Linked DNA regions of Mus musculus: region 1 is linked to region 2. The links are chromatin contacts, called in public HiChIP or PLAC-seq maps. All regions are on one chromosome and are shown on one strand. The core of a region is the stretch at or near the end of the contact, and the rest is flanking DNA. Distances in the headings are between cores, read along the strand shown.

Evidence for each region. HiChIP or PLAC-seq counts read pairs in DNA pulled down with a chosen protein or histone mark.
Region 1: a contact with region 2 is called in a CTCF HiChIP or PLAC-seq map of the NIH/3T3 cell line, with 12 read pairs. The contact joins two enhancer-like sites. A contact is called at or near these places in 1 of 15 datasets of contacts at CTCF or cohesin (the NIH/3T3 cell line), 5 of 484 Hi-C or Micro-C datasets (bone marrow-derived macrophages, embryonic fibroblasts, group 2 innate lymphoid cells and 2 more), 7 of 115 datasets of contacts at active chromatin or transcription factors (embryonic basal ganglia, embryonic fibroblasts, embryonic stem cells and 3 more) and 1 of 9 other capture datasets (bone marrow-derived macrophages).

What each region holds. Positions count from the first base shown.
Region 1 is chr3:121,703,182-121,710,569 of GRCm38.p6, forward strand. No RefSeq gene overlaps it. Among named protein-coding and RNA genes, the nearest start is that of F3, 17 kb to the right of the region's middle. Within about 2 kb of position 3,185, at least 40 of the 459 cell types and tissues checked have an H3K27ac peak or open chromatin away from gene starts, as enhancers often do. A contact at or near this core is called in the NIH/3T3 cell line, where this site is marked.
Region 2 is chr3:121,583,841-121,590,628 of GRCm38.p6, forward strand. The region is part of intron 3 of Gm33485 (a long non-coding RNA gene); the gene reads right to left. Among named protein-coding and RNA genes, the nearest start is that of Gm33708, 5.7 kb to the right of the region's middle. Within about 2 kb of position 5,476, at least 96 of the 459 cell types and tissues checked have an H3K27ac peak or open chromatin away from gene starts, as enhancers often do. A contact at or near this core is called in the NIH/3T3 cell line, where this site is marked.

The DNA of each region.
Region 1 (7,388 bases), core at 1,935-4,434, 120 kb after region 2:
ATTTATTTTCTTCCTTAATAATCTCTAGATGAATTCAGATGTCAAACTATCTGAATATAAAGAGCAATGTTCAAAGACTGCCCGCATGATAGGGCTTAAGCGGTCTTCTTGAAGCCTTGCTGAGTCATGCCCCTAGCTGTTCACCCCTCCCCTGAGACATCAGGCAACTGTGAGAAATCTCATATGAACCCAAGTACACAAGGCTTGCACCAGTCCATAACCACCTCAGCCGTCTCGCCACTGGGGGTAAAAATGTCTCCCTCTGATCACTGACACAAAGGGCAGGGTTTAGATATTGGCAAGGGCATGGTTTGGATACTAGCTCACATGATTCCAGCAAGAACAGTCTATTTCTCGAGAGGTTTCCAAAATTAATAATACAGACATCTGGAAGTCACTAGTCCTCAAAAATTACAAACCCTTGATGATGCTTATCAGGGATGCTATCATGGGATGTTCTGAAAGGTCTTGAAGAGTTTTCTCCTGACATCAATCACCACATGCAGAAAGGCTGAGCGATAAGGAAGCGGTATCAAGCAATAGTCTGAAGGGACTTGGGCCAGTGTGCTGAGTCACTCACTGGCTTTCCACAAACCTTTTTAAAGGTTTGGATGAATGGAATATATAGAAACTGTACATATGATGTGCAAATAAATTGGTTAAGTGTTGTTGTTGTTGTTGTTTTAACAAAAAACACAGTTGTGTATCCAGCACCCCAGAAGAACCGCAGGTGGGAATCTCCATCCACATTCTTTTTTCTTTCTCTTGACTTAGAGATCATACGGCGTCTATCTATCCTTCTCTGCCTGGCTGCTTTTACTCAGACATATGTTTATGTGAGTCACCTGCTGTCCTGTTAGCAGGATCCTGTTCATTCTAATCTCCATTATGCATTCCACTGTGGGGAGTCTGCCTCTAGAGTAGTCTATTACTGATGCACATCTATTACTTGGCTTCACACTGTGAAGCAAAATTTATTGTCTGATTTGGAAGCTGAAAAAAAAAGTTTCATGTGGGATTTGTATGCTGAGAGGGAAGAAGAGAATGAAGGAGAAACTTCTTTGGTCTGCTTTGCTCCCCGCCCCCAACCAAAGAAAGATGCTCGTGAGAGCAGAGCTGCAACAGGCAGGAGAGGTCTCCAGTCTTTATTTTTTTTTTTTTTTTAAAGATTTATTTACTTATTTATTATATGTAAGTACACTGTAGCTGTCTTCAGATGCACCAGAAGAGGGCATTAGATCTCATTACAGATGGTTGTGAGCCACCATGTGGTTGCTGGGATTTGAACTTCGGACCTTCGGAAGAGCAGTCGGGTGCTCTTACCCACTGAGCCATCTCTCCAGCCCCAGGTCTCCAGTCTTAAGGAGTTAGGAAGAACCCCTGTCTATGGAATTCTCCAGAAGGACTACCTACAGGATACTGAATATGTGTAAACAACAGGAAAGCCCTGTGGTCTCTTAGAATCCTCTGTATTTACTTCAAAGTGGCTAAGACCCCCATTCAGCCCCAGGCAACTATGGGTTCAGTCTAGCTTCTCACCACACTTGGATGCCCGGCTACTACTTATCTCCAAAATTCTTAAGAATTAGAATTAAAATTCTTAAGATAAGATCCCAGGAATTTTAGGTCCCTGTCTTAGACATAATTTAGGCCAAACAGATTTATGTCCCAGTCTTAGACATAATTTAAGCCAAACCTTTCTGTTTTGATTAGCTCGTTTTTTATTCCCCTTTCCAAGAACACAATAATTATTCTGCTTAAAATGCCCTTGAGATTTTAAGATAATAAGTTTCCAATAGTTTGAGGCAAAGCTAGCTTAGCCCTGGTCATGGTTATCAGGATATAATGATTTATAATATATTTAAGCCAAGTCCGACAGTGTTGGTCTGTAATCCCAGATGTGGAGAGGCTGACATGGTAGATTGAAAATTCAAGGGCTGCTTAGGCGACACAGGAAGTCCAAAGCCAGCCCAAGTGACTTAGTGAGACTTTCTCAGGGCAAAAAGCAAAAGGAGGCTGAGAATACAGCTCAGTGGTAGAGCACACACTAGCCATACTGGAATAAGTGTGTGTGTGTGTGTGTGTGTGTGTGTGTGTGTGTGTGTGTGTGTGCGTGCGTGCGTGTGTGTGTGTGTGTGTGTGTGTGTGTGTGTGTGACAGAGAGAGACAGAGAGATACAGAGACAGACAGAGAGACAGGGACAGAGACAGACAGAGACAAACAGAGACAGAAACAGATGGACAGAGAGAGACAGGGAGACTAAGAACCAGTACATGAAATCAAGTACTATTATCATCAGAGAGAGAGAGAGAGAGAGAGAGAGAGAGAGAATGAGAGAGAGAGAGAGAGAGAGAGAGAGAGAGAATGAGAATGTTCATTTGGTAGGGGGATCCTGGGAAGAACATGGAATAGTGTTTGTATTCACTGGTTTGAAAAGACTTTGAGACTATGCCTATATTGAGGGTGTTTATGTTTAACATCTTAGCAAGGCTTTGAAGAAGTTGTATGTGTATACACATGGGTACCCTCAAAGATTTTAAACATTTCATAAAGAGCAAGCTACTGTCTGTACAAACAAACACATGAGATGATAGCGATTTTTTTTTAAAGACAAAGCTGGGAATTTAATTTTTGAAATTCCTCCTCTTGTCTCTTTTTGGCTGAGTATTTCTTTTCACTGTTTCTTCCTGACTACGTAAGCACATCACAACAATATGAAATAGCAGTCTATGGCGTGTGGCTAACAGGACATCAGGATACTCATTCACATCATCTCAGGTGGAACGAACATTCATGCTGTGGTCCAGAAGCATCCTTTGCTCCAGACAGCTGATTTTCAGGCTTAAAGCTCACTGACGAAAGCCATAGCCCTGCTGTGTGGATTGCAGGGAGGGAGCAGAAATGAAATGCTCTCTTTCTAGCTCATAACTACCAACAATTCAAGCTAACGTTTTCTGTCGTTTTGACTTTACTAATTACTGTATATTTTAATACACTTGAAGAATGAGATTTTTCACAATGACTCTATGAGGTAGGAAGAGGTGTCGTCTTTTACAAATTTGGAAAGTGGACTTAAAAGAAGTTAGCACTTGGCAAAGTGACAGGGCTGTGAATAACAGGACCAGAATCTGAAATCCAGCTCTGGCCAGGAGCCCAAGGCTTCACCACAGTAATGCACTAGCTTTCTTATACGTGCAAGATATCCACAGGGCAGATACCAGGAACCGAGCACAGGAACACTACAGGAGCCTAGAGAAAGGAAGACTTTGCTAACTCCAAAGGCTGGACACCTTGTATTGGATTTGTTTAAAGTAATGAAATGTAGCTCTCAAGGGGAGACAATCAGTATCAAATTTATCTTGGGTTTTGGCTCTCTTTTAAAACGGGCGACATGAAGATTCCATTTGGAGATTAAGAACTATGATGTCATTTGAGTAGATCTTCCCGCTAGAAATAGGAACGTTAATAAAACACATCAATGTGACTACATTGTGTGTTCATTGGGCAAAGAATGACTGTGAATGTCTGAGTTGACTACAGACATCCGGATAAACCTCTTCAGCCACTCACAATGGACCTTTTATTTCCTACACTGCTCAAATGAGCTCTTTCTTATGCTCTAAATAGCGACAGAGGAAGTCGCATTCTTCCAGTAATATCACCATAGGCCATGACATGGCTCCTTTGAAAGCTCATTTCCAATTTTTCAGAGTCACCTGTAGATTTAATTTAATTTCCCCCTATTTCAGACTCATATGATACATACATCATCTTCATATTAAAGCCTTGTGTTAAAATCCAGCTCAGACATACTGAGTGTTCATTAAGAAGGGTCCACTCTTCACTCCCCATAAAGCACAACTGTGAAGAAATAGAGAATCAAGAGGCAGAACTAGCCACAGGGACACCTGATCCATAGTTTCTTTCTGAAAGGGAGGAACAGAAATCCTGAGAAGATAAATGCCTTGCCTGTGGTCACAGAGGAGTAACACATTTATGATGAACACAGGACCTCTTTCTTTTGCCACAAGTCCATCCTTTATGCTCAGTCTAAATCCTGTGGTCAGAGAAGCCCTTGTTGTGAACTCTGGCCACCACTTTGCACAATGCTTGGAGCACGCAGTGTTGGAGCAACAAAGGTTGGTTGAGTTGGAAACTCCATCTAAGGCTGTTTCCCAGTAGGGCAGAGGTGAGGATTCTGAGTCTGGAGATGTTTGGGGAGGTTATGGGACTTTAGGAGGCGGAGTCTTGCTGGAGAAAGTCCATCACTGAGATGCTCTCGGCAACTTTATAGCCTCCTACCATTTCTCTTTGTTTCTCTGCGGTGACGATAATCGTCTCTCCTTTTTCTGCTCCAGCTATGTGCTGACACCCCCATTATTGACTGGTCTGTGACCATAAACCAAATTGAGCGTTTGTCTATAAGTTGCTTCTGCTCATAGTATTTTTTATAGCAAAAAATAAAGGTTAATAAATAATGTTTAATAAATTTTAAGTAATTTGCATGTTTTAAGGGGTAGTTTACAATGTGTTATAATTTTCAATATTTTAAAAATATATCTCACCTTTATGTATATACCTAGTCAGACTTTACTACATCTATAACAGATTATGTCATTGTAAAATAAGAATATTTACTATGAGATGAAGAGATGCTGCAGAGGTTAAGAGCATTAGCTACTCTTTCAGAGGACCTGGGCTCAATTCCCAACACCCACATGGCAGCTCACAACTCTTCCAGGGGATCCAACACCCTCACACCTACATACATGCAGCCAAATCACCAATGTACATAAAGTAAAAATAAATTGGATAAAAAAGAATATTTATTGAAACAATAACTCTGTCTCTCATAGCCATGTTCCTTGTCATTCAAGGTTAGTTTGTGACAGATCTTTTCTTTGTTTTTTTCCTAATGACTGCAATTTATCTGATCAGTTCAGAGTTCAGACAGACACCTGTGAGTTCACATAAATCTAGACCCACAGCTATGGGTCCCTGGTCCCTGGTCCCAGGAACCATGCACTTTGTCTAGTTAGAGCACAGTGTCTATCCTTCACCTCCAGGGCACTCAAGCTCGAGCCTAGCAATAAGTCCCTCCTTATACACTCAACATGTTGAGCATCTGCCATATATCAAGCCCTGTTCTAACTGCTGGAGGTACACACTAGTGATGAATATATAGGGATATCTGTGCTCAAGGAACTCAGTCTGGGAGGTAGAGAGAAGGATCTTTTCTTTTTCTTTCTTTCTTTCTTTCTAGAAAATAATTATGTTGGGGAGAAATTTTACTTCAAGTTTTAAAAATAATCAAAGTTTTTTGTGATGGAGCATAATTGAAATCCCAACACTTGAGAGGCTGAGGAAGGAGGATCAGGAGTTGAAGGCCAGCCTTAGTTACATAGTCAGTTAGAAGCCAACCTAGGCTATATGAATTCTTACCTCCGAAAAGAAAAGTATTTTTAAAAATCAAAACAGAACAAGAAGAGAATTTCGAATGTAGATGAAGAAACTAAATGTACCTCTGAGAGCCTCTGGCTTGTCTCCACCTTTAACACAGACCCTGGAGTAAGCAGGTGATGACCACAGAGTTGGCTAGCGTGTGTGTGTGTGTGTGTGTGTGTGTGTGTGTGTGTGTGTGTTTTAAGTGCTGCTTTGACTCATTTAATTAGTTACTTATTTTGAAACTCATACCTTATCTTTTGCATAGCAATAGATGTTCTGATTTAGAGTTGTGAAAATCTTATAACATGGATGAGGTGAGAAATGAAACACAACTACTTTGCAACAGTATTTTGGAGAGATAAAAAAAAAAGCATAAGAATGAAATGCTTACAATTGCTACCGGTACAGATGTGGGCAGAATGAGCCAGTAATGATTTATTCTACAGAGCAAACGTGACTCTTCCCTCCTGAGGATCCCCCCCCCCCCAATTTAAGTTAGCTCATAGCTATGAGCTGGCAGCCAAAGCCATATTTCCTACTTCTAAGATGGGACCTGTCCATGTCTCATGTTCGGGACATGCTGGGCCAGCATGCTAACAGCACTTTTCACCCATGAGGTTCCAGATGCCCATCATCCATTGTGCTTGGCACAATGCAAAGCAGGAAACAATAACAAACAACAAAAACCCTAAGGTTTAATTACAGAAGCAATTCCTCCAAGGTTATCTCGGGACATGCAAAATTGGGATTTGAATTTTGGGGTGTCTGTCTCAAAAACCCATACTGTTCCCACTGAGTCTCGCCAGCTGAAATCTGCAGCCATGAGTTGTTTGCCGGGTCCTTTCAGGTCCTTGCCCTGCGTCTAGATTTGAATTCACACTGGCATCCGTGGCTGAGGAGCAAATGACTTAGATGACAGGCATGGCATGAGTGATAACTCGGATACCCATGGCTGCCTCCAGGGTTAGAAAGAAAGCAAAGTCGTCAGGAAAGGAACAGCCTAGCTCCTCAGCCTGGAATCCTCCACACGACCGCTCCAAAGGAAGTAGAGATGAGATGCTTGGTGTGCAGAGAGCATAGATCACCTTCTACATCTGAGGGTTCTGCATGGGTCCAGACAACGTCGCATCATAAACAAATTGCATCTACATTGAACGTGTATAGACATTTTTTTCCTTGTCATTATTCCCTGGTTCATATCCCATAACACCTATTAGATAGCACTAGTACTAGGTACTGTAAGCAATTAGAGATTATTTTAAAGTGTGTAGAAGTAAGTACGTAGTTTATATGCAAGTAGTATAGCACTTTGTAGAAGGAGCAGGCACTATGGTTACTGGATCCTGAAGCCATCCTTCAAAGAGTGGAAAACACAGCTGCAGTTGGATGCTCATTCCCAGCACATATAGTTCTTACTTACAACAAACCAGCCTTTTCAGTATTCACAGATTCTCCGAACAACTAGTTATCACAATTATTTTGTGAGATGCCTATCCTTTTGTGAGAGAGCTAAAACCCAAGAGTGGATTTCCCAAGGAGGACCCTGTACTCACCAGAGTGAGGGCTGAAGGTGCGGAGGAATGCCTTCCTGGCTGTTCCCTCCCTCTCAATATCCAGCCTCTGTCAGTTCCTCTCAAGAGTTGCAATGTCCTGAAGCCAGAGGGCAAGGAATCTTGGGAGATTACTTGTGTGTCTTACAAAACCAGTCTCAGATCTACGGCAAAATGCAAGTGATTGGCATTATCCTGAAATCAACAAGGTGAGAAGTAGGCTGCAAATATGATGGGGAAGAGGAATACCATGAGGTCCATAGGTCCCCTCTGCCATGTGTTCTGAGTCACCACAGCAACGGGGTCAAGCAACCATAGATTAATACCTCTGAAACCATGGGCCAAAATAAACAAACCTTTCCTCTTCTTAAGTTGAATTATCTCAGGTATTTG
Region 2 (6,788 bases), core at 4,226-6,725:
ACAAATATTTGAGAGCATAGACTATTTTTGTGCTTAGTGTTCATTTAGCACTTAGAGATGAGAGGTGCTTGGTGTGCGTACACGTGCAAGAGGGGTGTGTGTGTGTGTGTGTGTGTGTGTGTGTGTGTGAGAGAGAGAGAGAGAGAGAGAGAGAGAGAGAGAGAGAGAGAACAATGAGCTTCCTGCTTCTAACGTACAGAGCAAGGGACCCAGCCTGAAACAATGAAGAAGAAAGTGGTGAGAGATGGGTTAGGACACCCCTCGGTGAGTTAGTATGCACCTCGATGAGATAAGAGTCAGAATATACTGTCAAAAGGTTGTTGGTAAAAGTGTCACGCCACATTGCTTAGCATTATTCTGCTACTAACAGAAGAACTGAAATAGGAACTGGCTAAAGTTGGATATAATCGGGACAGGGATGGTACTCTACTACTCGAGTGTAATCTTCATCACATGCAGACAGAGCTTATCTTAAGATAAATAATGTTACCTACCAGTATTGGTGTTAGTGGGAAAAAGTCTCTCTTTTAGTCCTCTCTCCTCCCCTTCCCTCCCCTTCCCTTCCCTCTCCTCCCAGTTTCCTTCCATTCCCTCCCCCCTCTCCATTTCCTTTCCCTCACTTTCCTCCCCTCCCCTCCCTTTCTCTTGAGGCAGCATATCACATAGCACAGTTTAAAAAAAAAATCCTAAATTTACAGTGTTTGCCTCTACCTCTGGAGTGCTGTGGTAACAGGCCTGTGCTGCCACTCTTGGTTTATGCAATGCTGGGGGCCTAATTCAGTCTCCCAGCTGATCCACATTACCAACCCAAGTCCAAACTCAGGCATTTGTGTAACTTTAAACAGAATCAGGCCTGCCCCTTAATCATATCACTGTATATATTTCTAGTCTTCTAGGATGATGTTGAACAGTAGCTGGCAAGCTGACCCTGGAGGAGGCAGAAGCACACTCAAGGCACTCCATCACACGTGAGCGTGAACGTGCACACTCTAGGCACATCCTGGAGTGACTCATTACAATGGAAACAGTGGCCACTCAGGTGCTTGGAGTGCCCACATCTTCAGCTTTGAGTCTTCATAGTGATCCTCTGGCACTGGTAGTTTTTCTCCATCCCCATATGACTCACTTTGGTTTACTTTTGAGGGAGCAGCTAAATTAGGCACTGGGACTTTTCCTCTTGCCAGAGTTTGAGGCAAACCACAAGATTCTAAAGTCCCTGGATGCAGGCCAGACCTTGGAGATGCGCTCCAGTGTCTGACTGTCCACTCCCTGAAGTATTACAAGTGGTCCCCACGGCCCAACATGCTCACTCTCCTGTGTCATCACTGATGTTATGGGAAAGGGGACAGTGCCTGTGCACAGCCTTGGCGGTGGCTTGAAGAGGGAGCCAGGTTCTACCCATGATTTGATGATGAACCCCCTGGGAAATGCCAATGGCTGAACTATGTTTTTTTTTTTTTTTTTTTTTAAGAATTTCTCAGTTCACACATGATTAGTCACAAAAGTCCCGTTATCTCTATTTTCTATTGCTCATGATAAATCCTGATAATTCAGCTACAAATGATTTTAATCAAAATAGATACCGATTTTGCAATCTGAAATCTTTTGTGGTTTGCTCTTTTCATATTTGTCCATGAGAGTGGAAGGAATCTTTTCTTAATCCCAAAGTTTTAGGGATCAGGCAAGAACCTCTCTACTGTATTCAGGCTCATGGGACTTCAGAGTTTCTGTTTTGGATGTTGGAATCCAGTGTCTGCTCCGCTCAGCTTTGAACTGAATTTCAGGTTCACTACCTAACAATCACGCGCTCTTGATTGACACAACATCTGGGTTTCTGTACACTCATCTGTAGGGTGGCAGGAGGATGCTTACTCCCAAGAACTCCTAAGCAGGGAATGGGGAGGGTGAGATGGTGTAGATCAAACCCCAACAGCACTCGTGGAGGGGTGGTGGTGTTAGTTGCTGTATGAAGGGGCCCATTTGAAACATGCCGGACACATTAAACACCCACCGAAAGTTCTTTCTCAGGCGAATCCCATGTAAACTACTCCTGGGTATATGCAGAATATTCACTTTAAAAAGTAGCTGATAAGAGTGTACATGGAGGGATCCATGGCTCCAGCTGCATGTGTAGCAGAGGATTGCTTTATCTGGTATCAATGGAAGGAGAGGCCCTTGGTTCTGTGGAGGCTCCATGCCCCAGCGTACGGGAATGCCAGGGCAGTGAGGTGAGAGTGGGTGGGTGGGTGAGGGAACACCCTCATAGAAACAGGGAGGGGGGAAGGCATGGGGGGGATGGGGGTGTTCGGAGGGGAAACCGAGAAGGGAGACAACATTTAAGATATAAATAAATAAAATAACCAATAAAAAAATTTATTTTCAATAAAAGACAAAAGGGGGGAAGTGTGTGTGTGTGTGTGTGTGTGTGTGTGGTTGTGTGTGTGTGGTTGTGTGTGTGTGTGTGTGGGTGTGTGTGTGTGTGTGTGTGTGTATAGCTGACAAGTCTATAGTCTCAGCGTGTGTGTGTGTGTGTGTGTGTAGCTGACAAGTCTATAGTCTCAGCTCCTCAGAAGGCTGAGGGAGGCAGACTGTGAATCTGAGCCCACTCTGAACCACGGAGTATGGTCTGTCTCAAAAACAAGAAAAAAGATAGAAAAAAATGAGTTATGGTCAAATGGATTGAGAACTTAAATGCAAATTCTGAAGCTGCCAGAAGAAAATCTCGGGGAAAGTTTTCCCAGAACGAGCAAGGTGTAACGATTCCTCAAAACACATGAAGCAGAAGTAGAACAAACCAGACCATGTTAACCTATAAACCTTTTTCTCAACGAAGTAGACCAGAATCTGAGTAGAGAGAGCAGACAGAATGGGAGACTTTTGCAGACTATGCCTGTGACAAGAGGCCAGCATTCACAAGGGACAGGAACTCCAACGACAGTGACGTGAGTCAAATCACGCAGCTGAAAGGCAGGCTGGAGACCTGCATAGGCACTGCCCCAAAGGAGACGTACAAATGACACACGGGCCATTAAAAAATGTCCAACATCACCAAACCTCAGAAATCAAAACCACAATGAGGTATTGTCCCTCCCAAGCAAGAATGATAACCACCCAAAAGACACAGGAAAGTTGGTGCTGGCAGGAGGTGGTGACATGGGAATCCTCGCAAACTGCACAAAACCGTGTGTGTGTGTAAATTAATACAGAGATGAAAATGATATTACAGATCCTGAGAAATAGGCAAATAAAAATAAAATTACTGTATTCCCCAGCAACTCCACTGTTCTCTTTATACATCTGAAGGAAACTAGGCAGTGTGTTGAATAGACATCTTCTATGTTTACTGCATCATAGCAAGAAGAAAAGGAAGCAGCCAAAAGTGTCCAGTAGCTAATGAATGGATAACAAAAAAACATGGTACATATATATACACCGCGGGACATCCTTCAGCCACAGAAAGGATAAAATAGTGGTATCTGCAATAAATATAGATGGAATTGGAGAACACTGAGCTAAATAATCTGTTACAGAAAGACAAATCCCACATGTTCTCTATCATATGTGAAATCATAGAAAAAACCAAACCAGACTCTCACACACAGAACTATCTCACAGAAGTTGACAGTGGAATGGTGACAGCCAGAGGCCTGGGTCAGTGGGGGGAAAGGGTGGGGAAAGCCAGTCAGTGGGCATGAAGGTGGGAGGGGACCACGGAATTCTGGTGTGTTATTTATTGTACAATAGGGTGACTATATTTAATAATGATCCATCCATTAAAACAAAACAAAACAAAACAAACAAACAAAAAAAACTAGAGGAGAGGATTTTGAAAGTTCTTACCATAGATAGATAGATAATTAAGAAAGATACTTTAACTAGATGGAAATACAACACCTACATGCAGAGCACCCCACAATGCCCCATTATTGTCTTGTAGTAGCTAACCTGTCACCTCATGGGCTGAGGCTGCAGGTCAATGACAGAGCATTCACAGAGCATGTACTTCAAACCCAAGTCAGCAAAACCCATCTCTGGACAGGACTGAGTGCAACGCTTAAGGGACCCAGGCCCATACAGTTAAATTACCAAGAACGTTCAGAACAAGGATGCAAGAGAAAAAAGTATGTCGGACGTTCCAGCTGTTCCGTCCCAGGGGAGGGTGCTATTGGCAGCTGATGGGCAGAGGGCAAGGGACACTGCTGGGTGTTTTACTATGTTCCTCCCCAAACAAAGGCTTCTCCGGCTTCCAAATGTCACTAGTACATATGCATAAGTGCTTCTGGGTATTCGCTTGCCAAAGTGCCAGTGGTGTAGAAATTGAGCAGCCCTGATTTAAAGCCCTTATCCCCGGCAACAAACCTATCAAGCATAAAACAAGGAGAAAAAGCGCCATGAGGAGAAGCAGACTAGGTCTGGTGATTTGTGAAACCCTGCTGAGTTCCCCCCCACAAAACCCTTTACTCCAAACCTTTCCATTTAACAGAACCACATATTTCTAAAAAGCAACAAAACTATAATAGCATGATTGCAACTTTGAAATTTTATTTATTTATTTTTTATTCTTTTTACCCTTTATAGTACACTATAGTAATCTTTTTACTCTTTATTTTACAAATCGTGTGAAATGCCTCACTTGGTATTTACAGTTTGGTATAATTGTTCTAATTTCACAGTCCGATGTTAGATTTTAATATTTGGAGGATATTGGCTATGTGTCTAGTTTGATAATAGCGCAGCTTGGGACATGGTTAGCAGATCTGATTAAAGGTTATGCTCGGAGATACAGGCACAGACAGAGCCATGGGAGAGTAGGAAGAGAACCTGGAAGAAAAGGCAGTCATTTGACTGAGGTTACAAGAGTAGAGGTTGTCAGAACCAGGGCTTGGGGTCTTCTTGAGGCTCAAGTAAGTCCTGTGTCTTGGCACGACAATATAACCTCCTTAGCTTTTTGGCTCTTCCAGGCAAAGCACGTCCATAAATTACAGGGAGGGTGAGGGACAGAACATTGCAGAAGCTGTGGGCCGGGGTGGGATATGTGAAGGAGAGATAAGGAGAGAAAACTTGGCGAGGAAGGAATATTGCCTCCCCCATCCTCAAGTCCTTGTGGTTAGATGGAGTTATGTTAAGACCCATGCCCCACACCCAGAGAGGAGTGTGACTTTGGAGCGGGAAACAAATCTCTTGTGGCCGAGCTAAGTTCCTTCTATCACAAGTTAAAGCGGTGGGTGAAGAAATGTCCATTTAGGGAGATGGTCTGCGTGCGTGGGAGGGCCTGTCTAACAACAAGGTAACTATGTGGCAGGGCACAACACATGGCTACTTCTCCAGCATCTGCATTTCTCTAGTCAGCTCCCCTCCCCCTTCCCTTCTTCCCCCACATTTGGATGGAAACCTGAACCACAGTCCGCCTCCAGTTACTCACTGATGACAAAACAAGGCTCCCTCCAAGGCAATATCCTTCAGCAGCTGTCGGGCCCTCCTGGGAATGGGGCTTTCTACCATCTGGATTTGCTCAACTGCCTCTGAGGCACACTTGGGCAGTGTGGCTCCGTGGAGGAGGGAGGCGAGAGGAGTGGGCCTGGGGACTGAACCATGTGACCAAGTCACTCCCGTGCTCTTTCCAACAGGGACAGGCTTAAAAGGACCACTCAGGCCTGCGTTTTGTCCCTGGAGAAGGGAATTTGAAATAAAACACAAATTCTGAGAACCTGGAATCACAAAATCAGTACATGGTCAAGGCAGCTGGTCGGTTTAGCGCCACTTTGAGAGGAGACTGTAGCCACTATCCCCCCCCCCCCCAGTTCCCCAAAACTGCACTCGATTGGACCCGTGTGAACACTTGATCCAGGGTAGGCCAATCATATCCTCTGTTTTAGGAACTTCAAAATGATGTCTCTGCAAGGTTGAGCTTGCTCAGCAGACCCAACAATGCAGATCTGTCGGTCCCCCTACGCCTTTCCTTTGTTCTTTCTTTAGTTGGTTTCGGGACCGGATCTTGTGTCATGGTTGAGGCTGACCTCAATTCTGTAACTAGCCTAAGATGGCCTCAAACTCAGGATCCCCTCCTACCCCCTGCCTCGTCCACCCAAGCACTGCGATTGCAGACATTGTTGGCTGGGCTAGGATCTGCTTTCCATCTGGGACCCAGAGCCAATGAAGCTTCCTCTGGGAAGCCCTCTACAAGTGCACTTTCCACAACTCATTTCAGAGTTGTTGTGTCCCTGGGTCCCCACTCCCAGCAACTGTACTACCGGGGATACCAAAGTGTGCGTCATAGCTGGAGTAATCACGTGAGTGTCTCCCCACCTGGAGGAGGGCTCCTTGAAACCGGAGGCTGAGGCTTCCTCTCCTCTTTCTCTTCTGCATTAGTCCTGTTCTGGTAGATTCACAGCGCTTGTCAACTGACTGAAGAAATGAATGGATATATAGGTCTGAGCACTCCCGACAGGCCATAAAAACACAGCCTTCCCTGCTCTGCCTGATAAATCCTACCAGCTCCGAGGTATCACAGCCCTGTTTCAGACCTTTCCAACGGAGAGTTTTTACTGGCTATCAGGCTATTGCCAGGCTGAGTGACGCTTTTAAACGAATATTTGTATGGGCGTTTTGCCTGCATGTGCCTGTAAACCATGTGAGCCTAGTGTCTATCCACAGAGGCCTGGTGAGGGTGCCAGATCGTCTGAAACTGGAGTTACATATGCTTGTGTGGGTGCTGTGAGCTGAACCTGGGTCCTCTGGACCAGCAGCAAGTCCTTTATGGGCTGTGCCATCTCTCCAGCCCTCTGAGT